2 separate regions of the Mus musculus genome follow, and region 1 is linked to region 2. A link is a contact called in public HiChIP or PLAC-seq data. All regions are on one chromosome and are shown on one strand. Each heading gives the region's core, a stretch centred on a gene start, on an enhancer-like site or on the middle of the called end of the contact. The rest is flanking DNA. Distances are from core to core; before and after follow the strand shown.

Evidence for each region. HiChIP or PLAC-seq counts read pairs in DNA pulled down with a chosen protein or histone mark.
Region 1: a contact with region 2 is called in an H3K4me3 HiChIP or PLAC-seq map of bone marrow-derived macrophages, with 2.9 times the contacts expected there. The contact joins the enhancer-like site here to the promoter of Tcf7l1 in region 2. A contact is called at or near these places in 10 of 39 promoter capture datasets (the 3T3-L1 cell line, 3T3-L1-derived adipocytes, the C10 cell line and 6 more), 3 of 484 Hi-C or Micro-C datasets (bone marrow-derived macrophages and cortical neurons), 3 of 115 datasets of contacts at active chromatin or transcription factors (bone marrow-derived macrophages, embryonic forebrain and forebrain) and 1 of 9 other capture datasets (liver).

Annotation. Positions count from the first base shown.
Region 1 is chr6:73,164,429-73,168,325 of GRCm38.p6, reverse strand. All of the region lies in intron 16 of Dnah6 (dynein, axonemal, heavy chain 6), which reads left to right. Among named protein-coding and RNA genes, the nearest start is that of Gm24533, 25 kb to the right of the region's middle. Within about 2 kb of position 1,620, at least 5 of the 459 cell types and tissues checked have an H3K27ac peak or open chromatin away from gene starts, as enhancers often do. A contact at or near this core is called in bone marrow-derived macrophages, where this site is marked.
Region 2 is chr6:72,787,361-72,790,889 of GRCm38.p6, reverse strand. It overlaps Tcf7l1 (transcription factor 7 like 1 (T cell specific, HMG box)), which reads left to right and starts at 1,845. Exons shown (of 12, transcript NM_009332.3): 1 at 1,845-2,180; 2 at 2,265-2,328; 3 at 2,552-2,679. The coding sequence starts at 1,938.

The DNA.
Region 1 (3,897 bases), core at 371-2,870, 380 kb before region 2:
ATATCCTCTTGTTTTGGGAAATTCTCAGCCACTCCCCCCCTCCCCGCAGTTTCTATGTTAAAATGTGTATGCGTTTCAAAATGTGGTTAATTAAAGCCCTCTAGCTTTTCTCAAGTAAAATTCAAGTGTCTTTAGCATCTGGATGAGTTTTGATTCCATGAGCTTTACCTAAATTGTCCTGTTATTACACACAAAAAAAGAGATGAGCCAGAAGATAAGATGAGTCCCAAAAGGTAGGTTCGAAATGCTAAGGGTGAAAAGAAAGAGGAGATCCAAGAGATGCCCATGCCTTAAACAGCATCAACAGAGAGCAACAAGGTAAATGAAAGGATGGTGCACTTGGTGGAGTGCACCTGTGCCTCACTTGGCGACACACCTGCACACTCCTGTCCTTAGGCAGGTCTGCTCCAGAGGCCAGAGCTTAGTAAAATAATCTGAAGAGTGATGTGCTCTGTGCCAGGCAATGAGACTTGTAAAACCTGAGTGAGGGAACAAAGCCCTTATGGAAGCACAGAAGGCCCTGGATAACTGAGCACAAACAACGATGCTGGGCACCACAGAGCTGCAGAGCCATGAGCACAAACCCAGAATGCTAGTTGCACAAAAGCTGACACGTAGGTCAGTGGAATAGTGCAAAGGAGCCAGAATTAAACCCACATAACCACAGCCACCTGGATTTTGGCAGAAACACCAAAAACATACATGGGGGCGGGGAGGGAAGCATCTTCAAAAAATGGTACTAAAAACACTGGGTATCTATATATTAAAAATGAAACAAGACCCCTATCTTTTACCCTGTACGAAATCAAGTTTTTAGAGATGGGTAAAAGACCTCAGTGTAAGGCCTAGAGCTGTCATGGGAAACACCTCAAGGTGTCAGCAGAGGCAAGGGCTTTCTGGAGAGGACTCTGCTAAAGAAGTAAAACCAAATGCTGACAAATGAGGCTGCATGAAATTAACACACTTCTGCACAGCAAAGGAAACGAAGTGAAGGAACAGCCTGTAGAATAGGAGAGACTGTACATTTGCAACTATATGTCTGACAGATTCACATCTAGAATTTATTGTGAACTCAAAGCACTAAATATACAAAAAATAAACAACTTAATGAGTGGGATAATGGAATGAAATGGGAGTTCTCAAATGAAGAAATACAAATGACCAATAGACGTAAGAAAAAAATACTCAACATCCCATTCATCAAGGAAGTGAATACTGCAAGTGCATTGCAATCCATCTCACCCTCTTCAGAATGATTGCTATTAATTATGATGCTGAGGCTGTGGGGGAAGGGAGCAGATATTCACTGCAGGTGCAAATGCAAATTAAGTGAACAGCTATGGAAACCAGCATGGGGGTTTCTCAAACACTAAGCCTGTGATGCATCTATGTCACTCCTGGGTACATATCTGAAGGACTCTAACTCAACACACCATAGAGATAGCTATACATCCATATGTAGTGCTGCACCACTCACAACAGTGAAGCTATAGAATCAGCCTAGATTCTCACCAACAGACACATGAGTAAAGAAAACGGGATGTGTATACACAATGGGGTTCTACGCAGCCATAAGGAAGAACAAAATTATGTCATATCCAGAAAAAAAGATGGAGATCATCACATGAAGTGAAGTAAGTCAAAACCACAAATACCATGGGTTTCCTCGAGTTTGTGGATTCCAGCTTCTATATAGATAGCATTTAAAAATCCGTGTATGTGACCAGAAGGGAGATGAAGAAAGATTATCAGGAAGGAAAAAGAGAGTACACTATAGGCAGTGTACCAGAGTAGAAATGCTCACGGAGCTTGAAAGAAATCACCATGAGTGTATGCCAGTTAAGAAAATAAGCAAAACCAGACTGGGAGATGATTGGAGATTGAGAGCTCATACTGCTCTTGCAGAGGACCCGAGTTTGGCTCCTAGTACCCAGATTGGGTGACTCACACCTGCCTGTAACTCCAGCCCCAGGAAATCTGACCTGTTTGGGCACCTGCACGCATGTGCACAAATCCACACGGAGATACACATAGTTAAAAACAAAACAAAATTTTAAAATTAGGAAAAAGAAAAAAAAGGTTAGGGATGGCTCAGCCAGGAAAGAGGCTGTTTGTTTGTTTGTTTGTTTGTTTGTTTTGCACAATCACAACGACTTGAGTTTTATCCTTAGATCTCATGATTTAAAGAATCCACATGTATAACACATGTTATAATCCATGTTATAATCCCAGAGCCAGTGGGGGCAAAGACACCTAGATCCCAGGACATTCTGGTCAGACAGTGTGGACTACTTGGTAAATTCCAGGCCAGTGAGAGGCTTTATATGAAAGCAATTAATCAGCTGGTTAGTTAGTTATAACCTGAAAAATAGTCTCCTCACTTGAACATGCTTGCATATGCACAAACATGAACATACACATAGGCACAGGCACACCAAAGAGGAAAGAGAAAAATCAAATTATGTCATATGTTGTGATGATTACCAATGATGAGCCAATCACAGAAGATCAAATAGTGTGTGAAATGCCTAAAGCACTCTCACCGACGTGGAAACTACCACCGTGATCACTATTGGCTGCGGAACTGAGGGTTGCTTGCTCAGAAAGTGTAATTTTTCATAAACATGGAATTGAAAAGCAGTGGAAGTCTGCTACTATGTTTTTAGCACAGCATAGTTAACAGTACTATATGCATAAAAATTTCCAGATCTCATGTTATGTGTTTTTACCATAATATTAGGGGGGATCTCTAAAGAAAAACAACGGGATGAGCAATGGCTCAGGGAGGACAAGTATGAGGACCTGAGTTCAGATTCCCCACACCCATGTGAAGCCACCGTAATCCCAGGATCCCTACAAGACAGGAGGCCAAGACAGGACAACCCCTGGGGGCTCCAGGGCAAGTAGCCTGGTGTGTGCCATGGCAATCAACAGATCCTTCTCAAACCAGATGGAAGGGAGGATCAGCACCGTACTCCGTCCTTTAATCTCTACACATGTCACAGTGTATGGCACATTCACTCAAATGCAAGCATGTGCTCATGCCTTCCTCATACCTATAGAGTGAACATGTACTGTACACACACACACACACACACACACACACACACAGAGCCTGAGATAGCAACAGCTTACTTTTTTCATATGTTGCATCTTATTCTCCCTTCATAGCTGCTTCTAACCTGAACTCCCTTCTGCAGCTGTCAATCATTTGAGAAAAGCCAAAGCATGGATGGCTTTGGTGGAATTAATGGGAGTCGAGGCTAACCACTCACTCCCCAACCCATCTGACTCTGGGCTTCTATTGCTGTGAAGAGACACCATGAGCACAGCAACTCTTATAAAGGAAAGCATTTCATTGGAGCTGGTTTACAGTTCAGAGGTTTAGTCCATTATCATCATGGCAGGAAGCATGGTGGCACTCAGGCAAACATGGTGCTGAAGAAGGAGCTGATAGTTCTACATTGGATCAGCAGAGCAGGCAGGAAAGAGAGAGAGAGAGAGAGAGAGAGAGAGAGAGAGAGAGAGAGAGAGAGAGAGAGGAAGAAGAAGAAGAAGAAGAAGAAGAAGAAGAAGAAGAAGAAGAAGAAGAAGAAGAAGAAGAAGAAGAAGAAGAAGAAGAGAGAGGAGGGGAGGGGAGGGGAGGGGAGGGGAGGAGAGAGGGGAGAGGGGAGGGGAGAGGGGAGGGGAGAGGAGGGGAAGGAGGGGGAGAGGAGAGAGGAGAGAGGAGAGAGGAGAGAGGAGAGAGGAGAGAGCCTGGCTTGCACATCTGAAACCTCTAAGCCCATGCCCAGTAATACACTTCCTCCAACAAGGCTATATCTACTCTAACAAGGCCACACCTCCTCACAGTATCACTCCCTATGGGGGCTATTTTCACTCAAACCATCACATCCC
Region 2 (3,529 bases), core at 596-3,095:
TTGCCTCTGCCTCCTGAGTGCTGGGATGAAAGTCATGTGACACCACTGCCCAACCCCTAAAATGTTTTTAAATGAGACACCGAAAGCTATATGTACTAATCTTTGTCTTAATGGTGTTTCTTTAAACCCATTATTGGTCCACCTAAGTCGGGGCTCAACCTGCCCAGTTCCCTGCTGTGGGTTCTGTGGGAAGAAAGATGCAGATGGACTGTAGCTCTCTCCATCACCCCCTTCTTAAAGCTGTAACTTTGTCCAGCCTCATGTGTAAGTTGTGCTTGCTTGCTTGTTTGCTGGCTTGCTTGCTTTTAAAGACAGGGGCCTCTCTAAGCAGTTGTCTTGTACCTCATTGTGTAGACCAGGCTGGCCTCAGCCTCACAGAGATCCACCGGCCTCTGCTTCCTCTCTCAGGTTTTGGGATTAAAAGCACAGGTCACCATACCTGGCTTTCAGTTGTGTTTAAAACATTTAAAAAATATGCTCATACTGACGTTCTAGACTGATTTTAAAATTTATGTTGTCACCAATGTCCCCATGGAGGATGGCTCCAAGTGGCGTTACTTCCCCCATCCCCAGCTGACTGAGGATATATGAGTCTATCTAGTCCCGAGGATTGAACACAGGACCTCATGAATGCTAAATACACGCTCTACCATCTCCATCTTTTAAATGATACCTAACTTGTGAGGGAATGAGTGCACATGGCATGGTCCACACGTAGAAGCTAGAGGACGAGTGTCTGTTCTCTACTTCCACCATGTGGGTACCGGACAGGGAACTGAAGACATGGGGCTTGACGGTAAGTACCTGCTGAGCCATCTTGTTAGCGCCCAGATACTCTCTCAAGTCTGTTTTTTACCTATGAAGCTAGTTAGGTAATTTGCTTATGGTGCTTGTGGGCTATCACGGCAGCTTCCTAATCAGCTTTGGGAGTTCTGGGTGATAATTTCTTCTTAAAATCAATACAGTTAAAATCCCGTCTGAATCCAAGACAGTGAGTATTGAATTTCACACCTCTTCTCCAGCTTTAGAGAGAAAGCGTGATCTTCAAGGTTGCAGTAGTTCCTTACTAAGAGGAAGTGATCAAAAACACAGTTTGGGGACAGGAATGCGTTGGAATACCATAGGAAAGGGAATGTAAGACCGCTCAACTTGTTTCAAAGTGTCACAAAATCTGGCTGAGTAGAAGGGCTGATGGGATCCTGTACTCGGCAGGCTGAGTGGTTGTGCTCGGCGGATCTGCGAGTCCTCGGCTGTCCCGCAGGGGGCAGTGCTGCCTGCCAGTGCGGTGGGAGCGGAGTGGGAACCCGCGCGGAGTTCTGGGGCTTGTTTGCAAAGAAAGTTAGGGGATGTGAAGGAGTGCGGGCCAGACTCTTAGAGGGAGGGTGCGAGAAAGGACTTCCCAGGGTAGCCATGGAGTTCACTGGAGGGGATCTGGATAAGTTCGAGGGGTAGGGTGGTCGCACGAGGAGGGTAGTTGTAGGCCCCGGAAGGTGCAAGCGAGCAGGACGCGAGTGTGAATACGAGTGTGCGTGCGCGCGCTGCAGTTCGCCTGGTTCCGAGAGGCGCGGGTGTCAGCTTGCAGCCGGGGCTCCTCCCTCCGGCCCCCCTGCCCCGCCGGGCGGTCCCTCCCTCCTTCCCCATCGCCCCTCCCCGGCGGGCCAGGCGCTGGGACGCCCGGGCCGAGAAGGCAGCGGCGGTGGCGGCGGCTAGTTGGGAGTCCTAGGTTCCGTGCTGCGGGACGATTCGGAGCCGAGTGTCTCTTGCCCCGGCTGGGCGGTGCTGGGCCCGCTTCCCACAGAGCCACGCCCTGTCAAAACTTTGTCGCCGCAGCGGCCAAACGATCGGAGCCGGGCCAGCGAGAGGGAGGGAGGGGCGCCGGGCCGGGCCAGGCAGGGCGCGGGGCTCCGAGCGCAGCGGCCCCGGCCCGTGGCCCCACCATGCCCCAGCTCGGTGGTGGCCGCGGTGGCGGCGCCGGCGGGGGAGGCGGTGGCTCCGGAGCCGGGGCAACCAGTGGAGGGGACGACCTCGGAGCGAACGACGAGCTGATCCCCTTCCAGGACGAGGGGGGCGAAGAGCAAGAGCCGAGCAGCGACAGCGCTTCGGCGCAGAGGGATCTGGATGAGGTCAAGTCGTCCCTGGTCAACGAATCGGAGAATCAGAGCAGTAGCTCGGACTCCGAGGTAAAGGGATTCCTAGGGTCAGCCTCTGGGGGACCCGGGTCCCGCTCCCGCTCACCCGCCCTCGCCTTTGTGTCTCCTCCACAGGCGGAGAGGCGCCCGCAGCCCGCCCGGGACGCTTTCCAGAAGCCGCGCGACTATTTCGCCGAAGGTAAGTGCCTTCTCCGTCAGTCTCCACTCTCCAGCCATCAGCGATTGGCCGTACGGGTCTCCACGGTCCGGGTGGCGGAACCCCTGCTCTCCTCCCATCGCTGCAGCAGCCACTCTGGGGCTCACTCGAGGGGTGCTCGGGTTCCAGATTCCCGCCCCGAGCTCCAGATAGCTACTCTGTCTGGGGGACCCCTGACCTCACTCCACTTTGGTTTTGTCCGCAGTGAGAAGGCCCCAGGATGGCGCTTTTTTTAAGGGACCTGCGTATCCTGGGTACCCCTTCCTGATGATTCCAGACCTGAGCAGCCCGTACCTCTCCAACGGACCCCTGTCTCCTGGTGGAGCGCGCACCGTAAGTGTCAGTCCGGCCGTGCCGGGACCGGTGGGCGTCGGGCCCGGCGGGATGCGCCCCTGGGCTTTCCGTGGTGTGGGGGATGGGGCCTCCTGCCTGAGCTGATCCTGGGCCGAACTTGTTTGCAGAGTCAAACTCCCCTGTGGCGGCCTAGTATGAGACTGCTTTTGGCCAGTAACGGGATGAAAGTAAAGTTCTTTTAACTTCTCGCCTTTGGGAGATTGCGGCCTGGTGGGACCTCCCAGCCTCCCAAATTCCTTGCTCCTACCAAAGGAAAACTTGGATTTGTGCCTGCCTTTGGAGGTGGGGGGTGTGTGTTTGGGGGGGGGGTGTCTCGCTTTCCTTCCCGGAGATTGGTCAGCTTTCCCCTTGGCAAGGGAGAAAGTTGGGCAAGGGCCTGGAGGATCCTGACTTGAGATGTCCTCTGACCTGCGGGTTCCCTGGGCTGCTGTGAGCTGTACAAACTCCTTATTTTGTGTGAACTATTCACGACCCACCCCCAATCCTCACCCCCAGGGCCTCAATTTTTCTGCAGAACTCTGGGTTTTAAACTCCTCTGAGATGGTTTGGAGGGCGACCCAAGGCATTCTTACTTGGCTTTTTCCCCCTTTTGTTGCGGGCTTTTCTCATTTAAAGCGAGCGCTGCGACACTTTAAACCTGTTAATGGGAGCGCATTGTGTGCTGTGTGCCTGGCATTTAGAGCGGTGATTAAGCAAATTGACCCGGCCCCAGACAATGTGCAAATGAGGGCGGATTCCTTCACCCCTCTCCAGCTCGGAGCTCCCGCCTCTCTCCCCTGCGAAATGAGGGGTGCAGTTCGGGGTTGGCCTGGTCTTCGAGCCGCTACTC